2 separate regions of the Mus musculus genome follow, and region 2 is linked to region 1. The links are chromatin contacts, called in public Micro-C maps. All regions are on one chromosome and are shown on one strand. The core of a region is the stretch at or near the end of the contact, and the rest is flanking DNA. Distances in the headings are between cores, read along the strand shown.

Region 1 (4,554 bases), core at 736-3,235:
GACCACAGGGTGAAGACTACCAAGGAAGTAAGAAGCTCATAGTGATAGCACCCTGTGAGAACCCAAACCTGCAGGGGTCAGTGAGCAGCAGACCATGCAGCCAAGGAAAGAGCTTTGGAGAGTGCACTCTACAAAAGCTGTCACCATGCTCATCGTGACTCACAGAGCAACACTGGATGTACTAACAGCACATCTTTCAAAGTGCCTATGACCAAACCAAAAGCCTTACACTGACCTTGTATCTCTTGTAAACCTCCTTGTGCTTTTACAGTGTGTGGCGTCTGCTTTTTTTTTTTTTTTTTTTTTTTCCTTTTCTTTTTGGAAGTTAAAACAAACACAAATCAGGCCTGGTAGAACAGTGCTGTGATCTCAGTGGGAGGTAGAGGTAGGAATACCAGGGTTCAATGCCAGCCTCAACCATACAGCAAGGCCAAGGCCAGCCTCAGATACAGGAGACCCACCTCAATAGAAAACGAAAGTGGAGCTGTGATTCCTGGGGGCAGAGGAGGGGAACATGGGTTTTAACTGCTTGATGGACGGACAAACGTCTCCTGTGCTGGAGAGATGGATGGGTGTGGATTATGTTCTTCCTCACACTGTTTTCATATCTGAAGCACTCATACTAATTTTTAAAATCAAAAACAAGTGTTAAAAACATGAGTACAATGTGTTCTAGGAAGATAGCACAGGTCCACGCTGCCTGCAGACACATCTTCTCTGAGAGCAAGGCTGGTGCCTGGGCCCAGGCGCTTCCTAGGCTCCGTGGACAGCTGAGTAAGAGGCACAAGCTTCTGGGTGAAAACGAAGAGAGAAAGAGCGCGCATCTCAAGGTTTATCCTCCCATCCTGAATACTAACTCACTAGAGCTCCCGCTGAGAGCAAAGAGGATGCCAGTCAACACCACGCCGTGCCAGTTTAATTTAACGGTATTATTTTGCCTTGCTTTGCAATTACTCCCACAGTCCCTGGGGGAAACTAATGGATTACTAAAAATAAAGTAGGGATTAAGTGAATCATTCGGGTGTTTTGGCTCCCATCTCAAACTGGCTTTAACAGAAAGGAAATGGACTGGCTCAAACACTGCGTATCTCAAGAGGGGACAGGCTTCAGGGCTGGCTGCCCTGGGTTCTGGATTTGTCTTCCATCCTGTGTGGTTTTCTCGCTCGGGCTGGGAGCCAGCAGGCTAAAGCCACACCAGACCTCACAACAGCATACAGTGACATCCAGGGAGAGTAGCGGAGGTTTCCCTGAGCTCTGTCCTAAGTATGAGGTGACTTCCGCCAGAAGATTAGGTACACCTGCCTCAGGGTCTCGAGCTGCAGAGTCACCCACTGGGGTCTCTTGGTGCAATCCTGCCACAGGGTCTCCCACCCAGAGTCTCACGAGCTAGAGCTAGAACTAGAACTAGAACTAGAACTAGAACTAGGGCTGTTTCTGAGACCATCCCCCTGGCTAGGCATTGCCTCAGAGTTGATGAAGGAGCCAAAGTTGGCAAGCCAGTTGTGGACAGGCAGCTTGAGACCACAGCTCAGCAGGTCCACCCTTCAGCTGTGCTCAGCCTCCCTGATCCCGAACACAAAGAATAGACAGCATAAGTGACACAGTTCAGCCATGCTGCCCATTCTGCTGGCCACTACAGGCAAACACTGGGTGTACAGGAACATGCAGGTCATGACTATCACCATGTTTTTGTATGTGAAAGTAAAAAAATTAAACCCCAGGAAATAAAGTGAATGCCCTGTGAAAAGAGGAAACTAAGTTGTTTTTCTTGGTTTTATATTTCTTTCTCTGCAATTAGAAACTCAAAACATACATATTGGGGTTTAACTAAGTGAATGTCCATTTGCCTGAATGCATCTGGGGGCTCCATCCCCAGGAAGATATTCAAACCCAGAAAGCCAAAGTTTGCAACATTGCTACTTACTGTGTTCTGGTGCCATGGCCACAGACTTAAGACAGCAGCGTCCACACTAATGACATATGACCTACAAACAAACAAGAAACACTTTGTAAGAGCATATGAAAGGCCACCAAGACTACACTGTTCACACAGTCTTGACAAGGGACTTATCTTTGAGGTGAACAGGCTGGCATTCATGAAGCAAGCAGCATTAATTGGGTTAGAAGTGGAGGTGTCTACAATACTAGCCCATTATAAATATTTCTAAGATCATCTGTGTCAACTGTAGGGCAAACTTTGTTTTTTATTTATTTCTAGACAGATTTCTCTCTATTATCCTGCCTATCCTGGGACTTGGTACGCAGACCAGACTGCCCTCAAACTCAGACATTCTCCTCTGACTCTGGAGTGCTAGAGTTAAAGCTGTGGGCTCCACACCCAGCCTTGGACTTTTCTTTCTTGCTTGCTTGCTTTCTTTCTTTACTTTCACACACTCACACACATGCACATGCAAACACACGCACGCGCGCACGTGTGGGGTGGTGTGTGCCTGTGGAGGTCAGAAAGGGGCACTGGACCCTCGGAAGCTGGAGTCCCTGCTGGGAACAGACTGAGTCTCCGAGGAGCAGGAGGCTCTTAGCTGCTGAACTGTTTCTCCAGCCACAGATCCAACTTTCCAAAATCAAAATAAGCAGCACATTTCAACTGAGTAATAGTGTTGACTTCTAAAACAAAGAGAGAAGAATAAGAAATGAACCTCAAACAGTATGTAGATTTAAAAGAAAATGTAAGAAGCCCGTTAGCCTGACCTCTCCAATACCCAATGAACCTAGTCCTAATAGAGCATGAACCTGGGAAATAAGCTTCAATTTCTAATTCTCTAAAAAAAAATGCACATGTCTGCCTCAGCAAAGACTCTTGAAGACTGGAATGGCTTTTAATATTCACAAATGAAATAGAGGAGTGCTGCCCCTGCCCAGCCTGGAGATCTAGTAACAGTACAGTGGAAGCCCACCTTGGTGGCACTTTTAGGAGGCCGAGGAGTTTGGGATCAGCACAGATAACACTGCAGCAAACATGGAAAATATTAAGAAGAACAGCAAAACACAACAGCAAATCACACCCTCGATTAAACGGACCTTATGATGGTTAGTTTTGAATGCCAGCTTCCCAAAATCTGGGAACCTAGTTTGAATTGAGCAATTATTTAGATCAGACTAGCGTGTGGGCAAGTCTGTGCAGGATGGCCTTGACTGCCAACTGATAAAGGGACACTCACTCAGACCACTATGGAAAACATCAGTCCCTGGTCAGGGAGCTCTGAACTGTATAGGGTAAGAAAAAGCCTAGAAGACAGGAGAAGCAGACAACATGAGTGTGTTCATATCTCTCTTGCTCCTGACTGTGGTGTGGTATGTCTTGTCACATTACTAATGGTTTGTTTAAAAAAAAAAACAAAAAAAGCTTTAACTTTTCAAGAAGCATCCCTGACTTGGACTAGTTCTGACTTCTAAACTTTCCATAACTTGCATCTTGGGTTCAGTGCACATTAATTGTGATAATCCATTTCACCATAAGCTTCAACTCAATATTGTAATTTCCTGAGGGGCAAGCAAATGATTGGGAGAAGTAGATTCCACAGAAGCCAGGGACCACAGACCACAGCCCCACAGTGCACGCTACATTTCATTCATCAGGCTTTATCAAGAGAGAAAAAGAGAAGAGAAGAAAATGTATGGATGGGAGTGAAGTCTGTTCACTCCACCGCACAACTGGCACCAGCAAGAAACTGGAAAGCCCTGGAAGCTAACCCAGGAAGATTAAGTTCCAGACATCTGTGCAAAGGGGCCTCTGACCATCTGCCACCCTCCCCTGCAGCAGGCCTTCCCTGACCAGGAGAGTGTCACTGCAGAGGTGCTCTCCTAGTGCCTTAAGGAATGCCCCTAACTCCAGAAAGACAAAACACTAAGATCCAAAGAAGCTGGCTAAGTGGATGTAAATTATTACGACCAAAACCCATTTCCTGGGCTGGTGAGATGGCTCAGTGGGTAAGAGCACCCGACTGCTCTTCCGAAGGTCAGGAGTTCAAATCCCAGCAACCACATGGTGGCTCACAACCATCTGTAACAAGATCTGACTCCCTCTTCTGGAGTGTCTGAAGACAGCTACAGTGTACTTACATTAATAAAATAAATAAATCTTAAAAAAAAAAAAAAAAAAAAACCATTTCCTTTGACTTTGTTTCTTCTGAAAGATCCAGGGGCACATGGCACATAAAACTTCTATTAAATACACCTGCATGTGTTTCTCTTGTTTGTCTACCTTTCAATACAGGAGCCTGAGCCATGAAAAGCAATGTATCTCCCAACAACATGAACAGAAATGTTCAGAGCAGTGTGGCCCCTGGAGCCAAAACCTAGAAGCCTTTGCAATGTGTATCCACATCAGAAGAGAATAAAGGAGTTCCCTAGAATAGAATATGAAAAAAAAGGAGAAGGACAAAGCACTGCCTGCCTTCAGCAGAGCTGATCTGCTCTCATGATCACTCAGGTCATGTATCCAGTGTTAACCCTTTACTACCACTGTTTGTACTGCTATCAGTTATTCCCATTGTTTCTGTGGGAGCTCAGTCTGCCTGGAATTGAACACTAAAA
Region 2 (4,816 bases), core at 2,108-4,607, 120 kb before region 1:
GGACAGACAGCTCATAGGATAGGAAGCCCATCATGCATGTGAGTGGACGCCAAGTCTCTAGCCCAGAAATGGCTCTCCTAGGTCTCTTCTTGAAGCTTGCTGCTGGCCTGAAGCCCTGAGCCAGGACTGGCCTGGGAGGCTTCCCAAGGGACTGCTAGCCTCCCTAGAAGCCATGATCATTTACAGGCTACCAGGAGATATAGTAGGGCTACTTAGCTGAACTAATCTGAAACAAAAGCAGCTCAAGAAAGATGGACTGGAGGGGGAAACAGCACATTGCCATGGCTGCTCCAGTCTTCTGCTGCAATGCTCAGAGCCTGCAGGAGCACTATCTTTGCATATCGTATCCTATCAGTAGTCACAACAAGAGAAAGTTCACCCTGATTCAAATAGCAATGCTAAAGTAACCCATTTCAGACACAGACGCCAAGGCCTGGAGTAAGGGAAGACAGACATTGGCCTTCAATTATTCCCACTGCATGAGCAGAGCCAAGGAACAGAAGCTCCGAGCTCACCCCTCCCCATCCCCTGCCAAAAAAGTTTAAGTAAGACTTAGAGGAAAGATCCCTTCCGGGGCAAGTTTTAGTATCTTCTAACCTCAAAGAGTACATCTAAAATAATTTTTATACTGAAACTGGGACTTCAAAGTTTTAATTTGTCACTTTGGGTTCTGATGGATAAGTTTCAAGCACCATCTTCCTCAAGGTTGCCAAGGGAACCGTTTGTTCCCTGGATGATGATTCAGAACTGCTAAGTGCTGGCTCCCGAAACAGAAGTGACAGAAATCAGAGGCGGCCATATCCACAGCCATAAATCATGTTCATAAGCCATTTCCTTCTCAGCCATCTCCAGAGGCCCCAAGGAGCAGAACATGTAATTCCTGCGCATGCGCACGCGCACACACACACAGACACACAGACACACACACACACACACACACACAGACAGACACACACACACACACAGAGAAGCCTGAGGGACGCAGAAGCAAGGCCACTCTCGAGCAGGGCTCTCTCTGATCGCAGTAGAGGTTGGGGTGTGGGAAGGACTTTCTAGCTTTCATTCCCAACACTTTCTTGGTTCTGAAACAAGCTTTCTAGTCATCCTGAACATCATTCAACTCAGAAGTTAAAGGGAAACCTCCCCCCCGCCCCCCCAGAGTTCACCACCATGATCTTCCTGGAATGGCCCAGGAGAAGGCTGGCCACTGACAAACACACACAAATGCTGAGCGAGCGTTTGGGGGGATGGAGAGGAAGACTTGACTCTAGGGAAGGGGCCCACAGTCAGGATTCTGAGGGAGAAAAGAGGCATTGAGTATAGAGACCCATGAGCTTGGCCAGGAGGCAGTTCCCTTGATTCACACATGGAAAGCGCTATTACCTGTGGTCAGCAAAGTGGGGGGTACAGAGACCAAGAGGCAAATTTGACACATGTGAGAAATGTAAGAAAAGGACCTTACAGATAGAAGGCAGATGGGAGACCACATGCAACATGTTCTGGCTGACAAGGGAGCCACAGGTGTGTCATTACTGAGTCCTGGAGGTGATGCCACTTCAGTGTGGACTCAGAATAGGACACACTAGAAGAGAGAGCCAGGGAAGGGCAGGCTAACAGGGCACCAAAGAGCTGTGGCTGCAGAGAAGAGCACTCAACATGGAGGGAGAAGGGTCCCCCAACACCCTCAGTCCTACACACCCCATCATGCCCAGCTTTTCTCTGCCATTACCCCACAGCCTGCCTTCTACCTTGAAATTCTTCTGGGATTCGGGAGTTGGGCTCTCAAGGTCGATGAGTTTCTTTAGATCTTCCTCAATGGTAGACTTGGAGGTCGGCTTTGGGGATGCCTGCAGGTCCCTGGTTGAGGCTCGAAGCCTAGTGTGGGCTATCTCATTGCCATCACTCTGATGTCGCCTAGGGAGAGGGGGTAGAAATGAAGTCAGCAGGGTTGGCTCAGGGTACTGTGACAGATGAGACAAAGGGTCTGACTCCTATTTACATCAGAATCCACTGAGGTCAGGGCTTGTTAGATAATCAGAGTCAATGTGAACTCAAAATAAAGTGGGAGGAGTAATTCACTCTTCTATAGGACACTGCCCTGTTTGGCTAGCACTAGCAGCAGACTCCAACAGAGCGATCCCCAGAGCCACCTTTATACAATGGCAGTCAAACGACAGGAATAGCCCATGGAGAAGCCCTTTGTTCTAAGTCCTACAGGCCCAGAGAAGAAGCAGTCTACAGAAAGGCTGTGACTGACAGAGCATCGGAGGCTCAGTCATCCCAAAGGCTGATTCAAACACCTTTCCTAGGCTAAAGACCTTAGAGCGAGATGTTTGCAGTACATCTTACTCAAGCAATGAAGCAGAGAAATAACTTAAAGAAAAAAAAGTTACTCAGCAAATAAAATCTCCTAGGGAGAGTGGAGAAGTGTGATCAGAATATATTATATGAAAAATACTTTTTTGTTAATTTAAAACAAGAAAATCCCTCCATAAGCAATTCCCTCCAACCCCAACATTGCAGCCGAGGGTCACTGGCAATAAGAGACTGCCCAGGTCTTTCTGTGCGCAGAGAAAACCCACCACGAAGTAGCAGGAGAGGATCCCTTACTTTCGTGTGTCCATAAATCCCACGGAGTTAATGGTTCCTTCTGGCTTTTTCCATCCAATCAGATATTTGCTAGTGGCGCCCTGGCGAGGGTAGAAAGTCCTAGGTCCAGAGGAGGATGAGGAAGAAGAGGAAAAGGACGGTGCGAGCTGGGAGGATGCGGTGGGGTGAAGCTCCTCTTTGGGGGAACTTCTGGCACTGGAGAATACCACTGGGCTGGCAGAGTGTCGGGAGCTCATGGTACTGTGGAGAGGCAGGACAGAGACGGTGACTATAGTGTCTACACCATGTCAGTTGTGGGGTAGTGTCCAAGGTGGAGGTGAAGGTCAGGTTAGAGAAAAATGAACTTTGAAGAAATGATTAAAAGGGATGGTCAGCTGGTCTGCCTGTTCTCGTCCTGAAATTTAAATGTCTGCACGTTAAGTTAAAAGCAAGAGGGGCATTTTCAGACACACTGGCCCACTGAAGTCTGAGAGGGGCCAGGGATAGGACAAGGAGCAGTAAAAGTCTCAGTGTCTGCCTGTATGACCACATCAAATCTGGGGGTCATGATGATGCTAAGACCAGGCTAAAGATGAGAGGAAGATCAAGTCAGGGACACAGCAATCCTTGACATCCCAGGCCAAGGGCACGCTTATATCTGTGTCCCTATAGCATCAGCATGCATACGGACTCAAAAGCTTACTCATCATCAGACAAGTTCTAAGCCTGGAAAAAGGCAGATTTTTCAAGGTTGGGGAGTAGCGCTTCTATCAGCTACCCACATGCAGGATAACCACACTTCCTTCTACGGTCTCTCAGGGTCATGTCCACACTATGAGCCCTGCTGAGTTGTGCTTAGGAACAATCTAAGGTCAGGTGGCTCCTACAACAGACGTACAGTTGCATTCCTCAGAGAGGCACTCCTATTGTCCAAACCTAGTTATCCTGACTGAGCAGATATTAAAGTACTATAATGATACGCAGCTGGGACAAAGGTACCATTAGAATGGGAGAAGATGACAAAGGGGAACAAGTGTGGGGTGTTCACAAACTATCTAGGAAACTTTTCTGCAACTCTGAAACTATCACAGTATTTTAAAGCGTTACAGTAGAAACAAAACCCAGATGGCTGAGACAGAATCTACTGGTGGAAACGAAGCTCTACTGGTCAGACGTGCAGATTTTGAACTACAATATGGAAGAACATTTTGTACAACAGGGAAGAGTCTTGTTAGTATTTAAGAGTCAGCTACCAGATCTGGAAAAGTATTGTGGAAGACTCCACTTGGAGAGCTTCCAGTATGAACGTGGTCTTATTTATTACTTCAGAACACAAAGAGCCGTCTTCTTTATTTTTATAATGAACTCAGAAGAGCTGGGCCCAAACTTGGAAAAATAGAATAAACAATTATTAGTCTTACCATAAACATTTTCCCCCAAGTACTAGTCCAGCTAGAGATGGAATACAAATCTGCAATGGCTACACAAATGAAAAGCGATGCAACCTTACCGCTGATAAACATTCCGCCTAGTTGCTTTTAAAATTAAGAAGGGCTGGAGAGAGGGCTCAGTAGTTAAGAGCATGGACTGCTCTCTCAGAGGACCAGAGTTTGGTTCCCAGCGGCATACCTGAACCTGACACTCCAAGAGAGCCACTGTCCTCTTCCTGCCCTTGAGGGCATCAGGACATGCCCCACCCCTACACATCACATATAATTTTACAAGAAAAAGTATATCTTAAGGTAAGGGGGATATAAGACTGTTTCCTAGATATGGCATATCAAACCAGTAAGGACAAAACAGCAGCAGATCTCTGCTACAGAAAGATTACAAGTGTGAGAGTGAACTCAGGTAAAGGAAAGACTTCAACAAGGCTGAAGGGTGCACCAAGAAGCATGAGAGGCCCAGGGCACATCAGGGGAGACAGCACAGCTGGCTCTGGACTTCTGCAGGGAAGAGGGGTAGCCTCAGATAAGCTTTAGACAGCAGGGGGTGGAGGTGAGGGTGGGGAGTGTCTGTCGCTTACTTAGAGACAAGATTCTAGTCTTTGGTTTGTAGATGTTAAGGTTTATTTTTCGATTTAGGATCTCTTCACATGCACTAGAACATAGTTATGAGGTCCCAAGGTATTTAGCGCACATCTAACTTAAAAATCTAACCTTGGATAACCACAGGAGCCAGCTCTCAAAGAGCAGTATGTTAAAAATGCTGACTGTGTGCCCTCTCC

Evidence for each region. Hi-C and Micro-C count contacts between places; a contact is called where the count stands out from the background.
Region 2: a Micro-C map of granulosa cells shows a contact between it and region 1, with 2.2 times the contacts expected there. The contact joins the enhancer-like site here to the promoter of Sipa1l1 in region 1. A contact is called at or near these places in 1 of 15 datasets of contacts at CTCF or cohesin (the NIH/3T3 cell line), 4 of 484 Hi-C or Micro-C datasets (granulosa cells, muscle stem cells, nephron progenitors and 1 more) and 4 of 9 other capture datasets (adipose tissue, liver, macrophages and 1 more).

The regions. Positions count from the first base shown.
Region 1 is chr12:82,308,780-82,313,333 of GRCm38.p6, reverse strand. It overlaps Sipa1l1 (signal-induced proliferation-associated 1 like 1), which reads right to left and starts at 1,985. Exons shown (of 21, transcript NM_172579.3): 1 at 1,925-1,985.
Region 2 is chr12:82,430,787-82,435,602 of GRCm38.p6, reverse strand. It overlaps Sipa1l1 (signal-induced proliferation-associated 1 like 1), which reads right to left. Exons shown (of 21, transcript NM_172579.3): 15 at 2,611-2,850; 16 at 1,749-1,914. Among named protein-coding and RNA genes, the nearest start is that of Gm51987, 13 kb to the left of the region's middle. Within about 2 kb of position 3,357, at least 4 of the 459 cell types and tissues checked have an H3K27ac peak or open chromatin away from gene starts, as enhancers often do. A contact at or near this core is called in granulosa cells, where this site is marked.